2 separate regions of the Zea mays genome follow, and region 1 is linked to region 2. Evidence: chromatin contacts called from public Hi-C data. All regions are on one chromosome and are shown on one strand. Each heading gives the region's core, a stretch centred on a gene start, on an enhancer-like site or on the middle of the called end of the contact. The rest is flanking DNA. Distances are from core to core; before and after follow the strand shown. Region 1 holds the start of LOC100194228 (Mitogen-activated protein kinase kinase 3). Region 2 has its middle 40 kb from the start of LOC103650418.

Evidence for each region. A called contact is a pair of places that touch in the nucleus more often than the background predicts.
Region 1: a contact with region 2 is called in a Hi-C map of tassel, with 3 times the contacts expected there. The contact joins the promoter of LOC100194228 here to the enhancer-like site in region 2. A contact is called at or near these places in 3 of 25 Hi-C or Micro-C datasets (ear, leaf and tassel).

What each region holds. Positions count from the first base shown.
Region 1 is chr3:98,229,310-98,234,014 of Zm-B73-REFERENCE-NAM-5.0, reverse strand. LOC100194228 (Mitogen-activated protein kinase kinase 3) reads right to left here and starts at 3,450. Exons shown (of 9, transcript NM_001279806.2): 1 at 2,736-3,450; 2 at 1-245. The coding sequence starts at 2,966.
Region 2 is chr3:97,907,406-97,912,237 of Zm-B73-REFERENCE-NAM-5.0, reverse strand. No RefSeq gene overlaps it. Among protein-coding and RNA genes, the nearest start is that of LOC103650418, 40 kb to the left of the region's middle. Within about 2 kb of position 1,622, at least 19 of the 20 cell types and tissues checked have an H3K27ac peak or open chromatin away from gene starts, as enhancers often do. A contact at or near this core is called in ear, leaf and tassel, where this site is marked.

The DNA.
Region 1 (4,705 bases), core at 2,201-4,700, 320 kb before region 2:
AATATGTTTATCTTCTTCAAGGCCAAGATTCGATGAACTGGAATAAATATAGCTCTCTCCACTACACTGCTTGCACCATTACCGATGGGACCAAATATATGCATCTCATGAGAGGCACAACGGTAAGCCTTCTCATCAGAATCTAACTCGTCTGGCCCAGCACTTCGTTTATGAAAGCCATGCTCATTGATTTTATACTCACCCAAGGATCTACTAAGTAAATTAACAGTCCCACCATCAGAAACCTACATACAAAAAAACAATATGTATAATGCATTAAATAATGTTCAGTATAGAACTTAATAGTTTAAGAAATGTGCCTGATATAACACCAATCTAAATAAAACTGGTTATCGCAAATTGAAGAACCAAGATGGCTTATTCCAACCATCCACCATTGGTCCTCCATATCCTTTCCTACTTTTGTATTCAGTTGCATCAAAGGAGTAACAGCGAAGAACTGGATATGGCTTTTTTTCCTTCTTTTTTTGTTTGAAGAAATTTGTTACTACCAAAACAATCCACTTTGTCCACTTAACCCACTAAGCAAAAAGTTAGGCATGATTTATTCTCAAACTATTTAGATTGGTCCAATCTACACCCCTGCCACACCCCTCAAAAGAAAACAATGTGATTTGTCTTTTTTGTTTCTTGGCACACAAGATGGGATTGAAGTTCAAATTTTGTCAGGTAACTGAGGATATGATGTCCTATGTTAGAAAATGCATTGATACTTTTATATGATTACTTTCATGCAAATTTGTATCTCAAGGTTTAAATAAGTACGATGCTCACAACCTACAAAAATAATCATGGAAGTTCTTCATGTATTTTTCTAACCCAGAACATCTTGTCCTTTTGTAGTCCACAAAATTTTAACTACAAAACTCAACTTCCACATGTGGAAACAAAAAAGGAAAATCTCAATAGGGTAGAAGGACCAATTGAAATAGTATGAGGTAGTAAACTGAACCTAAAGGGTAGGCCTGGCACAGTGGTGAGAGCTATCTCACTGAGTCACCACATCACAGGTTCAAAGCAACCTCTCCGCATTTGCAGGGGGGCTTGCCTCGGTTTATCCATTCCCCAGAAACCGCTCATGTGGGAGCCTTCGGCCCTGGATCCGCCCTTTTTTTAGTAAATTGAACCTAAATTTTATTCATGGGATCAAGTGGATATAGTGAAATGTTCATAGAAGTAAATGGGGATTGTCCTTTTTCTTCCTTTTACATAACTGGGAAGGTTGGAAACATCCTTATTTAGCATAGTTCACGCATTACTGGAAGCAGTGGCAGAGCTCGTGAATTTGCATGTCTAGGGCCAATATTCAAGCACTTAAAGCAAACAGCACCAAGTCACATCTAAGTAGTACAAATACGTGGATGTTATTTTAACGAGGATCCAAACACCCACTATGCAGTATGTTTTATTATTTTGATTGAAAAAAAAACTCGACCTACGGGAGGTAAGACAACCCTCGGGCATTATATTAAGAAGACCTTCTCACGTAGGTCAAGAAAACCACCGAACCCCTGTCCCACCCGTACACAGCGACACTGTATCTCATGTGAGAAATGACTGCAACCGGGGCCGAGCCTTAGACCTATGCTTTGGCGTGGGACAGACGAGGGGATTTTTTAACCACAGCCTGAAAATTCGCTCTCACGGGGAGTCAAACTCATAACCTGAGGAGTGCTACTCAGACCACCTGACCAACTCAGCTAGAGACCCTTTCACTTATTTTGTTTCAAAAGGTACAGGGTTTAGGGTGATCACATAAACACCCAATATGCAGCCACACATTGCTGGTTCAGACATCAAGACATGGCCCTCAGTTGTTGATTCAACCACCAGTGAATTAATTTGACAATGCCTCCAGATAGGGTTTAACACGTAACGACTGAGGGGGGGCACGACGGAAGAGGAAGGCGACACGAGAGAGAGAGAGATGTGAGGCGATGTAATGATCCAGTTTGGGCGGGTACATCCTTCCAGGCTTTTACCTTGCAGGGTCACGGTCTGCTATCATGCTGTGTGGGACGGATTGCTAGGGATGCCAACACAAAGAGACAGATTGAGCCATAAAAGTTTGAGGTGATTGGCCCTAGACTCAAATACGCTCCTGACTGGAACCAACTGATTTGGATCATGTCGAGTTTGCATAAAAAATCTGGGTTTAGACATTAGAAAAGAGTTGACTGAAAAAGGGAAGCTGCATATCCAAACGAGTTGACTTCCAGTACTGAGAAATAAATAAATTATAAACAAAACATTCAGGAAACAGAAGCAAATGAGCCAAAGTGTGATATGTAGCAGTCAATAAAAACTTATAGAAGGTAATTGGAGTATTGAACCACAAAATCGATGTGATTATGTCCACTATATCCAATCTCATTGGCTACAGCAGACCCTGCTCTGTTCATCACAATAGATTAGGGTGTATTAAGACCACCCTCTGGGGATTACATAAGAGGGTACACAACAGAAAAATCACAAGGAACGTAAACAAAGCATAAACCTATCTGTGTTCATTTGGTTGCTAATCCTCAAATTAAACAAAAAAAAACAATTGAGCATGTACATGTACCACGCAGAGAGGCAGAGTTAAAGCCATCAATCGACTTTCCAAGTCTCCCACCTTATTAGACGAGTTGGCTAACATGTCATAATGTACCAGATAACTACAATTGCAAATACCAATGAAGAATAGGCCAAGAATACCAGGGCGTGCTTACTGCGTAGGAATCGCAAGTATCTTCTGGTAAGGGCACCCTGGTACTGGCGCCAACTCTGTCCAGGTCATCGAACAGCAAGGGTTGTAGCTTCTTCTTCAACTCCTCCAGCCCTGCCATCCAGGTGCGCTGAGGCCAGGGCCCCTGCTTCTGGATTGCAGTACCCTGAGGTGCCGTTTGGATAACGGGATATGAGAGGTGGGATAGGTAAATGAGGAGGGATGGAAAGCTCATACGCTGCTTGGTTCATGGGAAAGGAAAATGGGGAGGGAAGGCAGCGGTCTCTGGTCGTTTCGACTCAGAGCGAGGTCCGAACTCTAGCATCGTCACTAGGGTTTCGGTTTGGTTTCTTCCTCAAATCCTTCACAGATCTAGTGTTTTTATGCTGGTTTCTTCTCTTTCCCAAGCCCAGAAGAGCAGGAGAGGTGCGTCCGGAGCGCGCAGGCTTGGGCGTGCGGAAAGCAGGGCCCGGAGCCGCGCTGGCGGTCGGCCAGCGACCGGACTGGAGAAGGAAGACGCGGCGCTGGGTGGTGAGCAGAGGCGCGCGCCAGCAAGGGCGAGACCTGGAAGGCGGAGGTCGCCGCCGTGACTTTGCCTGGTGAGCTCGTTCTTGCGCCTGAGAGTGCGGTGGTGATCTAGGGCGGGGGTGGAGGCAGTGGGTGGCCGGTGGTAGAGGTGGACCGGGCTGAGGTGGTTGCGTGAGGCAGTGGTGGTTGCGTGAGGTAGTGGACAGTGGTAGTGCCCGATTTTTTATATATATTTTAGCTTATTTTTAAAAAAAATATTAACGTTTAGACACTGAATAAAATATTCTTTATTTTAGATCCTCAGCTTGACCCTGAAATAATATTGCTCGACGTTATAAATCTTGGCGTCGAGCAGAGGGTCACGCTGACGCTAGCGTAGGCTCGATGACGTGACGGATGACGTGTCAGACCTTAGCAGCACAGACCTTGATGCCAAGGTCTGATAAATATGCTCAGTCGGCTTTTCCCTCTCGCGCTCTCTCCCTCACTGCACCTCACTCTGCCCGCCGACCACCACCACCGCTTCGTCCCGCCTAGTACTGATGCGCCCCCTTCTTCGCCTCCGTGCCTGGTGTCACTCCCTCGAGCTCGCCTCATACTGCCCCAATAAGTTTAGTTTTAGTGGATTTAATTTAGTTAGAGGATTTAATTTAGTTAGAAGATTTAGTGGATTTAGTTTAGTTAGTGGTTTGATTAGTTAGTTTAGTATATAATCTGGTTTATTTTGATTTAGTTAGTTTAGTATATACTCTAGATTTAATTAGTGGATTTATTATTTACTTAGCAAATTATGTAGTTACTCTGTATTTTATTTAGCTTACTTTCTACTTAGGTAACATCTTTATTTGCTATTTTAGCTAGAAGTTTGCAAACATGTTTGTTAGTTTATAATTTTGTTATCAAATTAATATAGTTAGGTTACTTACATTTTTGTTGGTTAGCTTGTAATTTTGTTATTTAGTTGGTGCAATTAAGTAGATTGTCATTTAGTCGTTATTTGCAGTGACTGAATGTGCATGCAGCCATCGTGTTTTTGTCTGCTACTGAGTATGTATGTCAGTCATTGTGCTGCCAATTTCTATGTAGATTTTAGAAATCTCCCCATATAAGGGAGGTGCTATCGAAATTTTCATTAACAGTGCTATGTTGCTTATTTTCAGACAGGAGGCTGTCCAACTCCACCACCCCCGCCACTGGCACCTTGACTCCACTGCGACCTAAGGTATAACCCATTGCTCTTGTCATATTCATAGAATTTTATAACTATGTTAGATGTGGGAAGTTATTAGTTAGTATATAATTATTACTTAGTAAGTAGTTATTACTTAACCATTGCTTAGTACTAGCCCTCTATAGCGTAGTGCAGTGCCAACTATGACCCAGCCCCCGAGGGTGCCCAAGCAGGGTCTCCTTCCTGTACTTCCATGGACGTTCACGCGGGATCTC
Region 2 (4,832 bases), core at 373-2,872:
AGCTGGCGGGAACACATTTGCAAATGGGATCAGCCTATCATCCTCAGTCCGACGGCCAGACCGAGCGCGTCAACCAGTGTCTGGAGACCTATTTACGCTGTTTTGTACATGCTTGTCCCAGCAAATGGAGTATGTGGCTGTCACTGGCAGAGTTCTGGTACAATACTAGCTTTCACTCGGCACTTGGTCGTTCTCCATTTGAAGTGCTCTATGGTCGGCCTCCCAGACACTTCGGCCTGGCTCCTGAAGATTCGGTTACTGATGTGGACCTGGCAACCTGGTTGTCCAACCGAGAACTAATGACCAGAGTGGTTCGACAGCACCTTCATCGCGCCCAGTCACGTATGAAATACCAGGCGGACAAGTCCAGGTCGGACCGGGAGTTTGCAGTTGGTGATCGCGTGTACCTCAAGCTCCAGCCTTATATTCAAACGTCAGTAGCTCATGGGGCCAACCACAAGTTATCATTCAAATATTTTGGTCCCTTCAATGTGCTGAAGCGTGTGGGATTGGTAGCATACAAATTGGAGTTACCAGTTGGTTCTTCCATTCACCCCGTGTTCCACGTCTCCCAGCTCAAGAGGGCAGTATCCTCCAAACATCAGGTGAGCGCTACTTTGCCTGACGCATCCGCTGCTATGCAGATTCCTGTCAAGGTACTCGACACAAGGACGATCTCCCGCGGGGGTACCTCCGTCTCCCAGGTGCTGGTCCGCTGGTCAGGGTTCGATGATGCTCTGGCAACCTGGGAAGACTACGACGCCATCCGCCAACAATTTCCACGATCAGCTGCTTGGGGACAAGCAGCATCGCAAGCAGGAGGGAATGTCAGCAATGCACCATTGCTGGGCCTCGACACAGCCACCAGCACGGACCCAGTCTCGCCTCTGCGTCGGGTGGGGCGCAGAGCTAAAAGGCCGAACACTCTGTATTCGGGTCCGGAGTGGACCGTGTAAGGGAAAGGGGTATTAAAGCTTACCCAGGCAGTCTGTAGGGGATATGGAAAAACTGATGTCGAACTCCAGTTAAACCCTTCTTCCTCGCCTATCTCCTTCTTCCTCCAGTAGTTGTCTCCCGATCTAGAGTAGGCTGCTAACATCCACCTAAGCGAAGCCACGGATGCATTGCGCACGACGTGGCGAGGCATACTGTCCTGCTACCGAGGACCCCTCACCACCCAACGCATGAACCAATCGCGGCGGCATCCTGGCGGTCTTCTCATCGGCGAGCGATTCACGCGCCCCTGGCCACGAATCACCTCCAGCATGGACAAGGGCACGATACTAGCGGTTCGGTGGTGTTTTGTGACTAATCCCCAAGGGCCCGACGCTAGCGCACGCGCTGGTTGACAGCAGTGCCCAGATCCACGCGACTTCCGGTGATGGCTCCCGTCGATGATAGGAAACTAGTCAGTTCGCGGATGAGGGAAGCAGTCGCGGCCATACTTATATCCATAGACGAGGGGAACTCGGTCAGGGTGGCCGATTGGCCAACGGCCCGGCGCATCAGGCGCGATTCTGTTGTGGCAGCGAAACTTTCGCGAGGTTGGTGATGAACCCGACCAGCGGGACCCACATGTTATCAGATGAATGAAAAACAACTGCGGTTTGTAGCTGACCTAAGGGACCCACCAACCAGTGGCTGACCCATCACGCTGGCGCGTGGGAGAGCCAAGGCGCGCGAAGATGGAATTGGGCCGCAGGGCAGGCATTCAGCCCACATGGCCGCGCAGGGGGGAGAAAAGACGAGTGGGCCGAGAGCTACAGAGATCCTTCTTTTTTTCTATCTTTCTATTTTGAATTTATAAATTCAAATTACACTCAATTCTGAATTTATGTTTCAACTTCAAAATAAATACCCAATCAAAACTCCAGTCATGAGATGCAAAGATTCTATTATATTTGTATTAATACTTTAATTAAACACTTGCGTTTAAGTATGAAATCCAAAAACACCCAAAATAAGCATTTTCATGAAGGATAAATCTAGGGTATAGAATGCTTTTATTTAGAGATGGTTTAACTTAAATTCTTAGGGAGAATTTGTAATTATATGGTTTTAACAGAGGAATAACTTAGTTCACGTAGGATTCCTTTTCATTTAATATTTTATTAGAATATATATATATACATATTAGGAGGTGTAACTTCAAAGTTAAGAGAAACATGATTAAATGGTACTCTGATTCATAGCCTATAGAGAGTTTTACTATATTCTCAAAAATAGGACTTTGAGGTGTTACAATCACCTAAAATTTGAGAAAACCATATCTTTTTAACCTGAACTCCGATTTTAGTGATTCTCAAACCTGCGATCTCGTAGCGGCGCGTAGAATAATCTTACGCAGTTTGTTCATATGCTTTCGTGTAATGTTACCATATCCATTATTTGCTTGATTGTATATATTGCTACGAGTAATCTTACGTAGTTTGTTCATATGCGAGGTCACGTGGAATCTGAAGACCAAATTGGAGAAATACCTGGAGTTGCACCAAAAAGGCAAGTTGTGCCTGATCACTCTTCTTTACCTAATAATGTTCCTGTTAATCGCGGTGACATGCTCAGGTTAATTTCATGGGACCTAATAGGTTACCCTAGTTTTGTACCCCACACCTTGCACACAAATGAACTATTGGGTAGACTTGTTATTGCTCTACCTGGTTTTGGGATTAATGTTATACTGAATTATGATCATGTTCCATTATTATTGTTGTTTTAATTATTGTTCATGGTAAGATTATTATGTTAATTCGAACATAGAGCGACCACCCGTGAAAATAGTGCTACCACAAGGGTGGAATGGGACACCCTTGGCTGACTAATTAAGAAAACTAGTGGAGGACTACCTTACCCAAAAGGGGCAAGGGCGATAGAGGAGTTGCCGGTGTAGGGAGGTTATCGGGTCAATCATGCTGCGATGGCTTTTCAGACGAGGGCTTCCTATATCGCTCTTCTCACGAAATCATAGCGGGGTTTCTGAAGCTAGTGGAACTTTGTAAAGGCCTCATAGTGGATCCCAACCCATTCACCTCGAGAGTGTCTAAGGGTCTTGCAAATCCTGGCTAGATGGGATACACGACTTGTTGGTAAAAGGTGCAACCTCTGCAAAGTGTAAAACTGGTATATCATCTGTGCTCACGGTCATGGGCGGCTTGGACCCTCACATGAGTAACATATGGAAATAAACTTAATCTATCATATGCATTGCATTGTGGGATTTACTATTAAATGTGATCTCTTATTTATATGGGATGGTATCTACTTATACTTAGTAACTGCTAATAAAATTTTGACCAACTTGTTAAAAGCAATGCTCAGGCTTAACCATTTCCTTTGGTAAGCCTTACACTTCACATGAGCCCCCACCATAAGTGAGCTCATGCACATTATTCCCCATAACTTGTTGAGCGACGAACGTATGTGAGCTCACTCTTGTTGTACTCACCCCTGGGGTCAAGTACAGGTACCGCAGGATAAGGAGCATGAAGGATGTCGCGATGAGTTTGTGAGAGGTCTAGGCCGTCGTCTCCTAGTCAACTATGGTTGCGGAGGATCGCTGTCGTCATATGATGTGATTATTTAGCTATTTTGTATAGAACTCCTATTAAGTAATAAAGATGTGACATTCATTTTTGTACCATGGGTCATATGTGTGAGACTTGATCCTAACACACATTTGATTCGCGCTTGGATTTGCCCTTAAATCCTGGTGTGACATTGTTACAAACTCTTAAAAAATTACTCAATTTCCAGCTTACAAATCTGTTTTGGAATGATGAGTGACCGTTTTTTGGTGTGGTTCACCTTGTATACCTTTGACTAGCACTTGGTTGATTTCCTGCCTACTATATGTCTAGTGTTGCTTTAGTAGTGGACTTCTCTTTTGACATGCTTAAAGTTGAATCAAAATGCTTATTCTTCATATATCTTATGCATATGATCAGTTTGAGCATATGTCAGCATGTGCATTTATTGTTGCACACATCGCACAGCACCACCTAGAGCATTTTTACACTTTGATTGCTATACTCGTGAAGCTCCTGCATTTTCTGCATTCTCTTTTTGACCCTTGCATTATCTTAGGGGGAGTTTGCTTCTTTCTATTTTTATCCTATTTTCGACACTTGTTGAGTGCACTTCTGTAACACTATAAAAACCATCAACTAAAATTAATGCATTTAGTTATTAATGGTAAATATGGTAATAATTTTTTCATTCAAGTGTTTGTTATTTATTGCATTTGGAATAATTTTTGATTGCTCATGATTGATTTTTGGATATTTAATAGCATTTCTTCTTAAATGAAAATCCAAATAAATAATATAATAATTATTAGTCCAAAACAGATATTTTATTTATCAATAATTTTTGTATAATTATTATGAATTTTAGGGTTATTTAAAAATATATTTTGAATTTAGAAAAGAAATAGAAAAAAAAGAAAAACCCAAATCTAAACCCTAACCCTAAGGCCCACTAAGGCCCATGTAAGGAGCTGGTCGCGCCTCCCCTGCCTCCCTGCTTAGCCGCCACCGCCACGAACTCTTCCCCCTCCCCTTCACTCTCTCTTACGCACCCGGCCCTCTCTTTCCTTCCCTCTCGCCTCTCTCTCCCAGGCAGCCGCCAAGAACCCGACACCGCCACGCCAAGCGTGCCGCCAGGACGCCAGGAGCCCAACCGCGACCCGACGCCCAGCGCCAGGCCAGCCCCAACTACACAGCCGCCGTGCCCCGAGCCTCGTGTCCGCACCGAGCTAACCCCGCGCCCAAGGCCGCCGTTGCACACCGTGCCCGAAGCCCCGCGCCTGCGACCGTTCCTCTGCGTTAATGGAG